Regions from separate parts of the Mus musculus genome. Here regions 2 and 3 are each linked to region 1. The links are chromatin contacts, called in public Hi-C and HiChIP or PLAC-seq maps. All regions are on one chromosome and are shown on one strand. Each heading gives the region's core, a stretch centred on a gene start, on an enhancer-like site or on the middle of the called end of the contact. The rest is flanking DNA. Distances are from core to core; before and after follow the strand shown. Region 1 holds the start of Spef2 (sperm flagellar 2). Region 2 overlaps Spef2 (sperm flagellar 2). Region 3 has its middle 45 kb from the start of Il7r.

Region 1 (4,345 bases), core at 1,431-3,930:
CAGTGCCAGTGAACATAGGCAGGTAAGTGTCTTTATAGTAGTACATAGTGCCCCTTGGATGCATCCTCAGAAGTGATATAGCTGGCTGTTATAGTAGACCTATTTCTAGCTTTTGAAAAACTTCCACATTGATTTCCATTATGGTCATAACTAAAGGCAAAACATGGGGAAAGCCATTTCCCATGTTCACACATCCTTTTGTGATTACCATGTTTGTCCAGAGGGATTGCTCCCAGCCCATAGCACAAAGGAACAATAAATTGCATAACTTAATTCATATATTATAAAATAAGTGATGTGTGTTAAAAGGCCTCTTGGCACACATTGATTCACACCACAGAATTTCAACAGTTCTGGGCTTGCAAAATAGAGAACAAATGTGCCCATTCAGATTCTACTGGAGCATCGGAGCCTACTGGACCTGAGAGGAAAAGTCTGTCACCGACTGTTAAATGAAGTAACTTTGGGGAGGAATTATGATGTTAGTTAAAGAACAGGATTTGATACAACTAGTGATTAAAAATTTAGGACTTTGCACAGCAATGTATTGCTCATGGTGGAATTAAATGGGCGGTAATGTGGAATTAAACATTCAATGAATCAGACAACCTTCATTAGAGAGTTACTGGGAAAGCCTATCATTTAATTTCAATTGCAACGCAAAAACTGCTAAGATTTTGTAAAGTAGAAGAAATAGGATTAAACAAGATTAGCATGTCATAAGTGTTCAGAAATGCTGGTTAACTTAATACACAGTGATATTTAAATCACAATAAAGCTCTTATCAAGAGTAGAAAGAAGTATGGAAGTTACTGACTCCCTGGGGCTACGGTAAACGTTTGTGGCTTACAAATATGTTTGAGTTGAAGCTAGAGCTTAAAGAGTTTTCAGTGTGTCTTTATCATGTGCTATACTGCTTTTAAAAGTTTATTTTATTTGTTTGCTGATGTGTGTAAGCATGCACACTTCCACACAATATTCATTATATATACTCTCACTACACTTTCTTTGATTTCTGACCACCACCTTCCCCTACGTTTGCCTACCTCACATTTATAGCTTTGTGTTATGATTTTATAACCCACATATTTTTTTTACTGAGGTTGTCTGTGCAGCCATGAGTTTGTAACTGTCTATTGGAGAATGGTAAGAAATATCCTTTACTCTATATGCAAATACACACATACACTTAGTGCACACACAGATACATATATAAAGCAAAAATATTCCTTATGAATATATACATATTTTTGTCTTATTACATTCAATGCCTTTTTATTTTTCTACCCAAGTCAATTATGTACAGTTCCCTTTAAGGGTTTTTTATTGGCTCATTGAGGAGTCTAGCCATCGATAAATACATAGTAGTGGAATTCATGTTAGTGTTTAAGTAAAGAGGTATAGTAGGACTTTAGGAATTGTGCATGTCACACAGGACAATTAAAGAGAACACTCAACCTGGTGGTTATTTTGGTCCTGAAGGCAGAAAGCATTTACAAAAGTAGATATCAACTGAGCTAGGTCACTCTAAAACAGGCAGAGAAGAGGAAACTAGAGGGTGGTCAAGAGGGAAGGTGAAGAAATGAAAGCTCAGAGGCCAACTGAGCTTTAGAAACTGGCATGAGTCTCTATGTGAAAATGGACATTCATGAATAAATTCAAACCAGCTATGTGAAATAATTGCCTTCTGTAACACAAGCAACTCCGATCTACTTGAAGCATGGATGAGATGCAAGCCCTCTCATTGCCTTACAAGAAAAAAAGCAATTTTGAAGCATGTGCTGGTCTTCTACCAGAAGCAAGTCATCAGAGTATGTGAGTTTTCATTTAACTTCCTCAACTTGTAAAGCAAGCATTGTGTCTGCATCTAAAGGAAAGAACGGTGAGGTTCAAAGACATTAAGTCATTATTTCCGGGGCAAAGAATTTGTGAAATCAAAGCCAGACAGGATGGCTCACATAAACCTCATTGTGAAACTTGGGCCTTATTGATAGTAAAAAAAATAAATTATAAAAGTATTACAATGAATAATTTAGAGAATTGCTTTTATTGAACAAATTACAGTTCAGTGCACATTACCACTTTTCAAACCAGCTTATGATTTCAAATAACTCTATATAGTCTATCCTTGGTTATTTACAGAAGAGAAATCAAGGTTTATAGTTCATCTGGCAATGACTTTTTTTTTTTTTTAAGAAACCTCTTATTATAATTGCTGCTCACACTCTTTTTTTTTTTTTTTTTTTTTTTTGGAAAATACATTTTATTTTTTTTTTCCATTTTTTATTAGGTATTTAGCTCATTTACATTTCCAATGCTATACCAAAAGTCCCCCTTACCCACCCACCCCCACTCCCCTACCCACCCACTCCCCCCCTTTGGCCCTGGCGTTCCCCTGTACGGGGGCACACAAAGTCTGCGTGTCCAATGGGCCTCTCTTTCCAGTGATGGCCGACTAGGCCATCTTTTGATACATATGCAGCTAGAGTCAAGAGCTCAGGGGTACTGGTTAGTTCATAATGCTGCTCACACTCTTTAGGCCTTCTTTTTGCACTAGCACAGGTTCAGGTCTTACAAGCCAGTAGGGGGCAGACAACAATTTCTGATAACTACGGCTATGCAGTGGGGCCTCCTCCTCTCTGAGCCGGCGACCTAGCTCCAGCCTGAAAGAGCTTCCTTAGCAACTGGTTGCCCTGGGCGACGGGAAGACGCAGTCCAGCTGACTGAGTTCCTGGAAAGTTCCTAGCACCTGCAAGCAGTCAAATTCACCAGTGAGCTATGTCGGAAATCCTGTGCCAGTGGCTCAACCAGGAGTTGAGGGTGTCCCGGACCGTGAGTGAGTGAACTCAGCCAAGGGCAAGCAGTTGAAGCAAGCACGGGATGGTGGGGTGGGGGTGCTGATAGAAAGTAGCTCCAGAGTGTCTAGCAGTGCCTGGCAGTGCTGGCCTGCCCTCCTCAGTGCTACCTAGCCACACTGGGGCTTTCTTATTTCATCATGCCTCTGACATTAGACCTCATCACGTGGTCTTAGCCCTCAGATTTTCTGATCTACTCTCTATTACTAAGGGACGCTAAGTTCTAGGTACTGGTCTGTTCCTGTGTGGAGTAAAAGTTGTTCCTGTCTGTAGTCTGACTGTTGCTTTGCTTTCATGACATCCGCATCAAAATGTGCAAGACGAATCCACGCAGGAAGTGCTTTCAACAGTTACAACTTTTTTTCTGTGTTTCCTCCAGTATAAATTAGATCCACTTGCACTCTCCCTGCTTAACAACAATTGTAGATCTGTTAACATTTGTCAGTTTTAGGAACTTTAAGCTTCCTTTATCCTTTATCAACTTTGGCCATTTGAGGTACCTTTTCTAAGCTAACCTTACTTGATTTTAGCAGAGGCATAAAGTTGTACATGAAGTTTCTAAATTCTTATGGCCCAGGAAGTTACAAACAAGTCAGATTTAGTGGCAACCAGACACTTCCTCTTCTCCTCGCTGGGGGAGGAATTATTGTTTCTTTATTGGTAGCTCATTTTCAATTGCTACGGATTTTCCTTCAGGCAAGATGCTTTCAAAACGAATCATTTCAACATGACCTCCCAGAGGTTCTCTTGCTTCTCTACCAGTTGCTACCAATGGGAGCAGCGGTGCCAGTTCACCCTTGGGTCATCCATAGAAGTTGCTAGGACAGTAAGTAGTATTTGTGCAGGTGTGAGATATCTAAGGATCTTCAGTGAGGAATATTCCAAGTTGCATTACGTGAGGCATAAACATTAGACTTATTATATCCCAAGGCTTCTCCACCCTGCTTTGAGCAATGATAGATTCTTTTTCCCTGTCCTGTCTCCTTGGTTCTCTGAGAGTTTCTCAGCTCAAATAGGATGCTAAACTCAGGACAGTATTTATCATGTATCATTTCCTCTTTCTCTCTCACAGTACTGTCCACCAAAATGCAGTATCACACCCAAGGTTGCACTACTCTGAGGGAGCAGTTACACATTTCTTAGCTTAAGTTGGTTCATTTATTTCATAATAAGATCCACACCATTTCCTCAAGTCCACAGGACCCTTGCAGAGTAAGACACTTTGGGGACAAGCAAATAGAGTTAACCATACACATGAAAACATTACATGCTGTTCTAATACTAATAAGTTTGAGAAATATGGTTTGGGAAGAAAGTATGACTTCATTCTGTGAAGATTAAAAGCTTGGAGACATTTTAAATAAAAATTATAACACCACAAGCTATGAATGGAAAATTCCCAGATTGTCTTTTCCTGCAGGATAAATCTGGAACTCGTTAGCAGAGACACTCCATGATAATCTCATTTTAAACACTAGCAAGGCAACCAT
Region 2 (4,103 bases), core at 450-2,949, 150 kb after region 1:
GAATTGTGCATGTGGTTTGAACCACTGACATTTTTAAAGGGAGAGCTGCATTTCTCTGGAGATTAGAAAAAACAATAAGGTTCATGTGGACTCTCAGACACAGGAAAAACTCAGATATAAGTGGAAACATTAGGATGCTGTGTCTAATCTAAAGAACAACTGCAAAAAAGAATGACTCTCTACGGCACACCTCCCAGATACGTGGATATATATAACTGGTCTCCCATAATTCTAAAAGGTACCACTGCTGGCTTTTTGTTTGTTCGTTGTTTTTTTTTCTTTTTTAATTTTTTTGTTTTGTTTCTCTCTTTCTAGTGCATGTGCATGCAGTTTGGAATAAGAATCTAAGTAGATGTGTCTCTTAGATATGTTAAAATATATTAGTGTACAATAGCAAGGCAGAGGGAAATACAGTGCCATTATATGGCTAACTGTCACCGTCAATGTCATTGACTTGGCCATCCAAGTCTCCCTACAGTTACAAAAGCAAGCCATCACCAACTGGAGGACAATCTGGGGAGAAGGTGCTACCTATGTTATGGCTGTCATCTTGCAGGTCTGGAATTGAAATATGAAATGTTTTGCTCATGTGTCCAATTGGATACAATAAAATTTAGTGATGCTTTTAAATTTTTTAACCTGTTTGAAACAAATATCAAAGGTTTTTGTTGTTGTTGTTATTGTTGTTGTTGTTGTTTTCAGTACAAGATTTCTCAGTGTAAAAGTCCTGGCTGTCCTGGAACTCATCCTGTGGACCAGGCTAGCCTCAAACTCAGAGATCCTCCTGACTCTGCCTCCTGAGTACTGAGATTAAAGGTGTGCACCACCACCATCATGCTGCCATAAAATTTTAACCTAAGAATTATGCAATTTTAATATTTGCTCAATTAGAAATGACTGTTATTTTTTTTCCTGGACCAAAGAAAGAGGACATTTTACAGAGATAACAAAAAGAACATCAAGAATTTTTATTTTATTTTATTTTACTTTATTTTATTTTATTTTATTTTATTTTATTTTATGTTTCTAAGGTAGCTTCTTTCTCTCTAGAGAAACACAAGACCAAGTAAGTAAGAGAGTTACTAGGCATTATTTCTGTTTTAGCAGAATAAACTGTAATTCCAGTAAAAATGGTAATAAATAAATAAATAAATAACTGTTTCACTGTGTTGTAGGCATAATCGGAAATAAAGCCTTCAGTGACATTCTGCTTGATTTGATTACCCTAAACCTTGGAACCAATAACTTCCCTAGCAGCTGGATGCACCTCAGCCAACTGGACGTAAGTTTCTGTTCTGTTTGGCATCTAAAAGGCCTTAATGCAGGTCTTACTTGATGAATCAATAGTTCTAAGGCAACCAGTTTGCAGCATTAGCAAGAAACCAATGACATTTAAATGAGTGAATGATGTCGGAAGTAAGCCATGCTATTGATGACTAACATTTAACCATTTCAGACACTGGGAGATGCAACCCAATTACAAGTGGTTTACAAATACCTTAACAAGGAACAGAAGCTGAGTTTTGAGAGTGCTTGGTTTTCATCATATTTTCATTGTCAAGACCCTAGGAAGTTTAATGTTTATATTGCACTACCCTGTTAATATGTTACTTCCCCAGACTTTAACCTTCCACTGGTTAAAAGACACCAGGCTAACTGACCTTAGTGAATTAGATGAGCAGGGTACACAAAAATCACAAATGTCAAAACAGTTGCCTGGTGTGGCTCCGTTGTTAGAATAGAAAACGAAAGTAAACCCAAGTCAGAACTGGCTCTGGCTGCCAAGGTGAAATCCCTCTTCCCTTGGCACCAAGCTCTGAAAGCCTAAGTGGGAGTAGCTTCAAGTTAGTTGGCCAAACTTCCCAGTGAGAGCCCCTATGTTCTTCCAGTTGCAGGAGATCACATCTTTATTAACAGTCAACACAGAGTTCGTGGACTGGAGGAAGTTCTTGATGGTCACAGCCATGCCGTGGCCCATGGCCCTGGAGGATGAGCTTCTGGACACCCTGCAGAGGTTTAAGGCCCTGGATGAAGCACAGACAGGCACCATCACCTACGAACAGTATAAGCAGGTAGACCAGTTCTCTTAACAAGTACCCAGCTCACTGCTGACACATCACATTTCTGGCCACTCTCGTGCTCCTAAGAAGCTCATACATAGGCAGCACAGACAGAATCAAAGTCCAGGACAGAAGTTTGGCTTCCATACCCAGGCAAAGCATTAGGAAAAAAATATTAAAGTAAAAAATTTCCTGCAGAACTAAGGGTCCCTAATAAAGTCACAAAAATCTTCATTATTTTTCTCCTGAGTTCTCAGCTAGTAATTATTCCTGTGGCTATATATTAAAACCACATGCAGGGCTTTAAATGATCCACTGCCAGGCACCCTATACTCCCAAGGAATGGGAAGGGCAGGAATGAAGAACTTGGTGGCCTTGGATGCTTCTGTTTTGCTCCTTTGGAATTGGGTTAGTGGATGGTGCGACTTGTTTTAACTGAATGAGCTTAAAATGTACATGAATATTTAAGGCAGAAAGGGTCTAACTGCTATCCACAGGAATTCTGAATATTGGAACGTGCATGAAGGAGCTCATCTAAGAAAAGTGATGGTAATCCAGAACATAATACCTGCTCATTGGAATTGGTTGGCAGAGTGTCACTGGAGGCCTGTTGTACAACAGGATTGGGGAATTTTGAATACAGAAGCTAGACTCCAAATAAAGAAATTAATTGGTCAATAGGATTATAGATAGATAGATAGATAGATAGATAGATAGATAGATAGATAGATAGATAGATAGATAGATAGATAGATAGATATTCTAGTCATCCGGTCAGGTATATGAGCATTTAATACATTTGTCCAGAATTTGAATGTTAGGATTAGTGTTATAATTCTCTAACTGACAAGGGTGCCTAGATTACTTGTCTCATCTCTACTGACTGAATGTGCCTTGTTCACCCTTCCACATCACTACAACTACAGAGGAGGGGATCACTTAGAATAGGGCTCAGACTTAGAAGCAGGGAGATGACCTGTAGCAATTTATCTCCCAAGTGTTTCATCACTGAAAGCTGACAGATCTTCCTGTCTTGCCTTGTTTATAATTAGTAGCTGACATCCTTTTGATTAGTTAGCCTAGAGCTTCCTGTGCTCACACACAAATGAAGCAACACGTGGATCCTAATGAGTTTCTCTATGGCTGATCAGGATGCTAGTTTGGCTAATTGAGCTCTGATGTATGCACTTGTCAAACAGTGGGTTAAGAATATTAGCACTGCTTACAATTTGCTATGACGACTTCATTTGAACCTGAGAACAGCAGAACAGAATATATGCTGAGTTCTGCTCTGTGTGGCTTAAGATGTTTAAGAAGTGGGCAACTGAACAAACCTTAAAGTTGTTGATTGACACAAAGTATCACATTGAACGTCTTTTACAAACAACAGAACAAATGTTGCTGGCAGCATTTCCAAAAATGCCAATCCCAAACAAGAGCCATTTATCAAAAGCAGGACTTTCTTGCAGAATGATAGACCAAATGCACTTAGGAGAACACAAGTCCTTACATGATCACTGTCTGTGTTCTGGGAATAGCTGATCATTTTCCTTTACTTCCTACTCCCAGATGCCCTAGGACACTGACACTACTGCATGCCTTTTTCAGATTTCCAACCCTTGATGGCTCACAAATACATACATACATACATACATACATACATACATACATACATACATACAAGCAAATGGGGAAAAATAAAAACCATTTCTAGAAGATTTTATATGATCTATTGAACATGTCACATTAGAGCAGTAATGCAACATAACTTTGGTGCTGAAATAGAGATTTCTGGGAAGAAGGAGATGTCTACTCTGTCTTCTGTTGTTCTGTCCCTCCCCTTTTACCAATTGCAAGTTCACAACAGCCATCTAGAAGTATGCTGATTACTGCCACTCCTAAGTTGTTCACAATCTATTCTGTGGCTAAGTAATGACCATAAAGTCTTTGTCTTCGCCTTCTGGTCCTGATGTCACTCTCACAAGCTGTCCTCTGTAGAGGTATTCTCAGACTATGGAATTGTATAATGTAGAGACATTCGGC
Region 3 (3,967 bases), core at 708-3,207, 170 kb after region 1:
CTATAGCTTAGTGGTGCCTTAAACCAAAAGCTGTTCTTTATTCAAACTAAATCTAACCTAACATAATGTGTTATGTTATCCTTAGGATGCTGATATCCTTGGAATACTAATGGTAATGTAACAGTTAAAATAAGGGATAAGCTAATTTTTCTGTGATCTGCTGTGGCAAGATCTCAACAGCAACTTTCTACACAGTTCATGGACACACAGTTTTACATCATGTGCTATAAACACAGATAAATAGAATATGTTACATAGAATTATAGTTTATTAGCTATATAAGTCATGTGCATGTATGCATTTTGCATATTTGCATGCTTTATATCATGTGGTCTTAAATATATACACTATATAATACCTATATATCATTATACTTACATGTTATCTATTAAAAAAGAATCACAGTATATCTGCAAGGAAACCCAGAAGTCCTTGGCTTTGAGAAGAGAAAGTTTGGGTTTAGAAAGAATGTAAACAATAATCAAACAGCAATAAGATTTGATGAGACAGAGGATATCTGGGTTATGCTGTGATTACCAAGTGCTGACAAGAAATAAAAGTATAAACCACACAAGCTGTTCAGATGAAGTAGCTTTTCTGTGTTCCCTAAGGATAAGCCACTCTTGGTGATGTGGTGAGTGATAACGGCCCCTCTTGCAAGACGAACATATGTGCTCTGATTGGGCAGGGTAGCAGCTATCAGGGATGTGTGTGAGGACAGTCATCTAGTACTTCGCAGCCTTAACTCTTCTAACATCCCATCTCTAGTGAGCCATTGTGTTGTGAACCATCAACTCTCTTCTTAGCTACTCTCTACCTAATGGGCCATTTTGATGCAGTCTTCACCAAGGATGTATCAGTTCTTCCTCTAGTACTCTCTGAGCAGTGCTTGAAAAATCCTTTCTAGAGAACTAAAATAACACCATGAAGCTGTTTCTCTACCCAATCCTGATGTTTTCTATTTGAAGATTACAGTGAAGTAAAGTGGGTGTAGGTGCTAAGTACTTGCTTGGATGACTATGGCCCCATCCATCTCTAAAGTTCTCCTAACCAGTCCTGTAGTTATGGAAATGTCGCAGATTCTCCTAGTCTCCCTTATTCAAACTTTCAAAGCTAACTCGGCCTCTTCCCTCACACCCAAATCTCAGTCACTATTGCTATAGATAGATAACCCTCACAATGGCCACCCCTGTCTCAATGGCACTCAAGCTCCCATCATGAACAAAAGACATCTCCCATCAACACAATTCTAGAAATGTAAACTAACTTGGTAGGGAGGAGATTTCCTCCTAACCTCACACTTGTTTATACTAAATCTATACATAGAACCACATTAGAGTATACATTACTAGAAAGCAAGGATTTATGAAAGCTAGTGAGATCCATAGTTTATTCCAGTCATCTCTTTTTAGGACCTTGACCCTGGTGTTACCCTAATCAGGCCAGTTATGAAGCCACCACCAACCTTACTTTCTCCTGCTTGTCTCCTTTCTAAACAAAGCTGCCATGACTCTTTCCTGATACCCTTTGCAATTCATTCCACCTCTTTTCACATTTCACTAGATTTGGCCTAATAAAACACATCATGTCACCTACAGGTGCAACTCCATCTACTCCCAAAAGTTTTCATGTCAGTTCCACAACAAAGCCTTGATACACAGAGGCATCTCTGGGCATCCTGTTGAGCCAGACGTAAGCAAAGTCACAAGCAGATTACCCTAAGATTCGAAGTATAAGTACAAAGAAAATGTTGTTTTCAAGCTTGCTTCAAAACAAATCTGGAAAGAGATGCTGGCCCAGACTTGTGGCTGCAGTTCAAAGCCCCAAAGGGGACCAGGGGGCTCAAAGGTGTGCCTTGAGCATTTCAGCTCAAACACTTGCTGTATCTTTTGCTAACTTCAGGCTAACCACAGGGAGACAGCTACTCTGTTCACCATTTCTTAAACATCCTCACCTTGCTATGCCCCCACAAACCAGGCAGAAACCACAACATCCTTCTAGTATACGACAGGCTTCACCATGTACTCTGGAGGCGGAGAGCTTAGTCTTCTTCCCCTCCACTTTCACTGTCTGAGCCCATTTCGTACCAAAGTCCCTGCAAATTAAAGTCTTTGCTGGCATGCTACCTCCGTGCGTTGGAAGGCACCACTTAGCTTCCAGATGCTACAAGAACCCCTTACATGTTTCTTCTGAATTTCTGCATTTAAGAGTTTGATTCATTCTGCCAGGACCACAGACTAGAAACTTCCTTTAAAATGGCATGTAAGACTAGACCACTGTCATATTTTAAGCAGGCAACTTCCTTCAAGCTGATGAGCATAGTTGTAATAGATGACATTTTCTTAAAGAAGTAGAAGTAGCTATCACGTAATGTTTTTTTTTTAATATATTTTTGATAAAGATACACTCACTGTTGGCCTTTAAACATTTATATAAGGTGTATTTTACTATGCTCAGGATATAACAAAAGGAGGCAAGGCATGAATATTTAGCAAGAATCTGGGATTTTTAACCAGGAAGAAACTCGCATAGAGTTTAATTCCTTTGTCTGAGAAACATTTTAGACATTAAACCTCTAAAGAGCTGAGTTCTGAGACTCTACTACTCAAGCAAAGCCACTGCAACATAGGAGCCATAATAATAAAGGTTTCTTTTATACATCTAAGTTTGATGTAGTGGTCAAATGAAGGCACATTCAGTATGCAAAATTTCTCTGATTTCTCCTATTACATGATTATGAGGCTATTTGGAGCATGGGCTGAAAATACAGATTTCTGGGTAGTCTTCTTCAAAATATGCAACAGACCAGAAATGCAGAAATTGATTTCTTATACCCATAAAGTCTTACCAATATGACCTCCTAAAGGTGAGCTGAACAAGGACATGACAGAATGGATAGGTAAAAGCTTAACTCTTCACAGAGAACTATAGGCAACTAAAGAAGGATGGGAGCAGGAGAGTTGTTCTTACTCAAGGATGAGAACACCAATGGCCAAATGGGAAGCCCTGAAAACATGCATACAAGTAACATTATTTAACAGGATATATATATATATACATGCATATATGTCATATGTACATGGAATAACAATTAAAAACGAGGCCATAGATTTGAAGGAGAGCAGAAGGAATATATAAGAGAGTTTGGAGAGAGAAAGAAAAGGGATAAATATTGTAATTATAACTCCCCCCAAAATATTTTAAAAGTGATTTCCTAGTCTTTTTTTTTTCTAACGTTTCCATTTTTTTTAAGGAGTACAAGATATAGTTCACTCTCTCCTTAAGTTCTTTAATTGAAAATGGAGAGCAAGCCTTATGATAAATAGCAATTGGCTTCATGCTCAAGGTTAGCTAGGGAGGTCACAGAGCTTGGCAAAGGGCCATAGCACAAGGTTAGCTATTGGCATGACAAGGGGCAGAGCACACGTTAACTGGCAACTACCAAATGTTAGCTGAAAATAAATTCAGAACATTTTGCAAAGTCCCTTGGGTTTTAAATGTTAATGATTAATTCAAATGTCTTATAATGCTATGTGGTCCAACGTTGCATAAAATAAATAAATATAGTGTACGAGACTTTTACATGACTTATGGTTTGTCACTTTCCTATGGTCAGACTTTCCAGAGGACATCATTTTAAGTAAGTTACAAACCACTGGTCTCCACATTGAGAATCTCAATACCCCATCACTGTTAACCCCTCTAGTGCCCTGTGCCCCCTTACATGTCATTCTCTGGGAGTCTGAATTCAAGATTGTCTCTTTCATCAGTGCAGTGCAGCACTCTGGCAGAGGCAGAACTGAGCAGATTAACTAGTACACTCCATCTCCTATTTTCCTCTTGGCTGGTTGCATATATGCAGGAATATTATACTTAATGCACACATATACAACATGTATAAATAACATAATTGGTTTCTGTCTTCTCCGGATGATGACTAACTAGTCTGCAACTGCCAGGCATTTGA

Evidence for each region. HiChIP or PLAC-seq counts read pairs in DNA pulled down with a chosen protein or histone mark. Hi-C and Micro-C count contacts between places; a contact is called where the count stands out from the background.
Region 2: a Hi-C map of CD8 T cells shows a contact between it and region 1, with 2.9 times the contacts expected there. The contact joins the enhancer-like site here to the promoter of Spef2 in region 1. A contact is called at or near these places in 4 of 39 promoter capture datasets (the C10 cell line, embryonic stem cells and pre-B cells), 11 of 484 Hi-C or Micro-C datasets (CD4 T cells, CD8 T cells, Th17 cells and 5 more), 7 of 115 datasets of contacts at active chromatin or transcription factors (the 230-238 cell line, CD8 T cells, DN3 thymocytes and 4 more) and 2 of 9 other capture datasets (adipose tissue and liver).
Region 3: a RAD21 HiChIP or PLAC-seq map of pro-B cells shows a contact between it and region 1, with 10 times the contacts expected there. The contact joins the enhancer-like site here to the promoter of Spef2 in region 1. A contact is called at or near these places in 6 of 39 promoter capture datasets (the C10 cell line, the HPC-7 cell line, embryonic stem cells and 2 more), 1 of 15 datasets of contacts at CTCF or cohesin (pro-B cells), 13 of 484 Hi-C or Micro-C datasets (CD4 T cells, CD8 T cells, DN3 thymocytes and 6 more), 7 of 115 datasets of contacts at active chromatin or transcription factors (the 230-238 cell line, CD8 T cells, DN3 thymocytes and 3 more) and 2 of 9 other capture datasets (adipose tissue and liver).

The regions. Positions count from the first base shown.
Region 1 is chr15:9,747,203-9,751,547 of GRCm38.p6, reverse strand. Spef2 (sperm flagellar 2) reads left to right here and starts at 2,680. Exons shown (of 37, transcript NM_001305042.1): 1 at 2,680-2,836. The coding sequence starts at 2,779.
Region 2 is chr15:9,594,482-9,598,584 of GRCm38.p6, reverse strand. It overlaps Spef2 (sperm flagellar 2), which reads left to right. Exons shown (of 37, transcript NM_001305042.1): 31 at 1,176-1,282; 32 at 1,890-2,072. Among named protein-coding and RNA genes, the nearest start is that of Il7r, 67 kb to the right of the region's middle. Within about 2 kb of position 1,699, at least 30 of the 459 cell types and tissues checked have an H3K27ac peak or open chromatin away from gene starts, as enhancers often do. A contact at or near this core is called in CD8 T cells, Th17 cells, Th2 cells and 4 more, where this site is marked.
Region 3 is chr15:9,572,976-9,576,942 of GRCm38.p6, reverse strand. No RefSeq gene overlaps it. Among named protein-coding and RNA genes, the nearest start is that of Il7r, 45 kb to the right of the region's middle. Within about 2 kb of position 1,957, at least 47 of the 459 cell types and tissues checked have an H3K27ac peak or open chromatin away from gene starts, as enhancers often do. A contact at or near this core is called in the 230-238 cell line, CD8 T cells, DN3 thymocytes and 7 more, where this site is marked.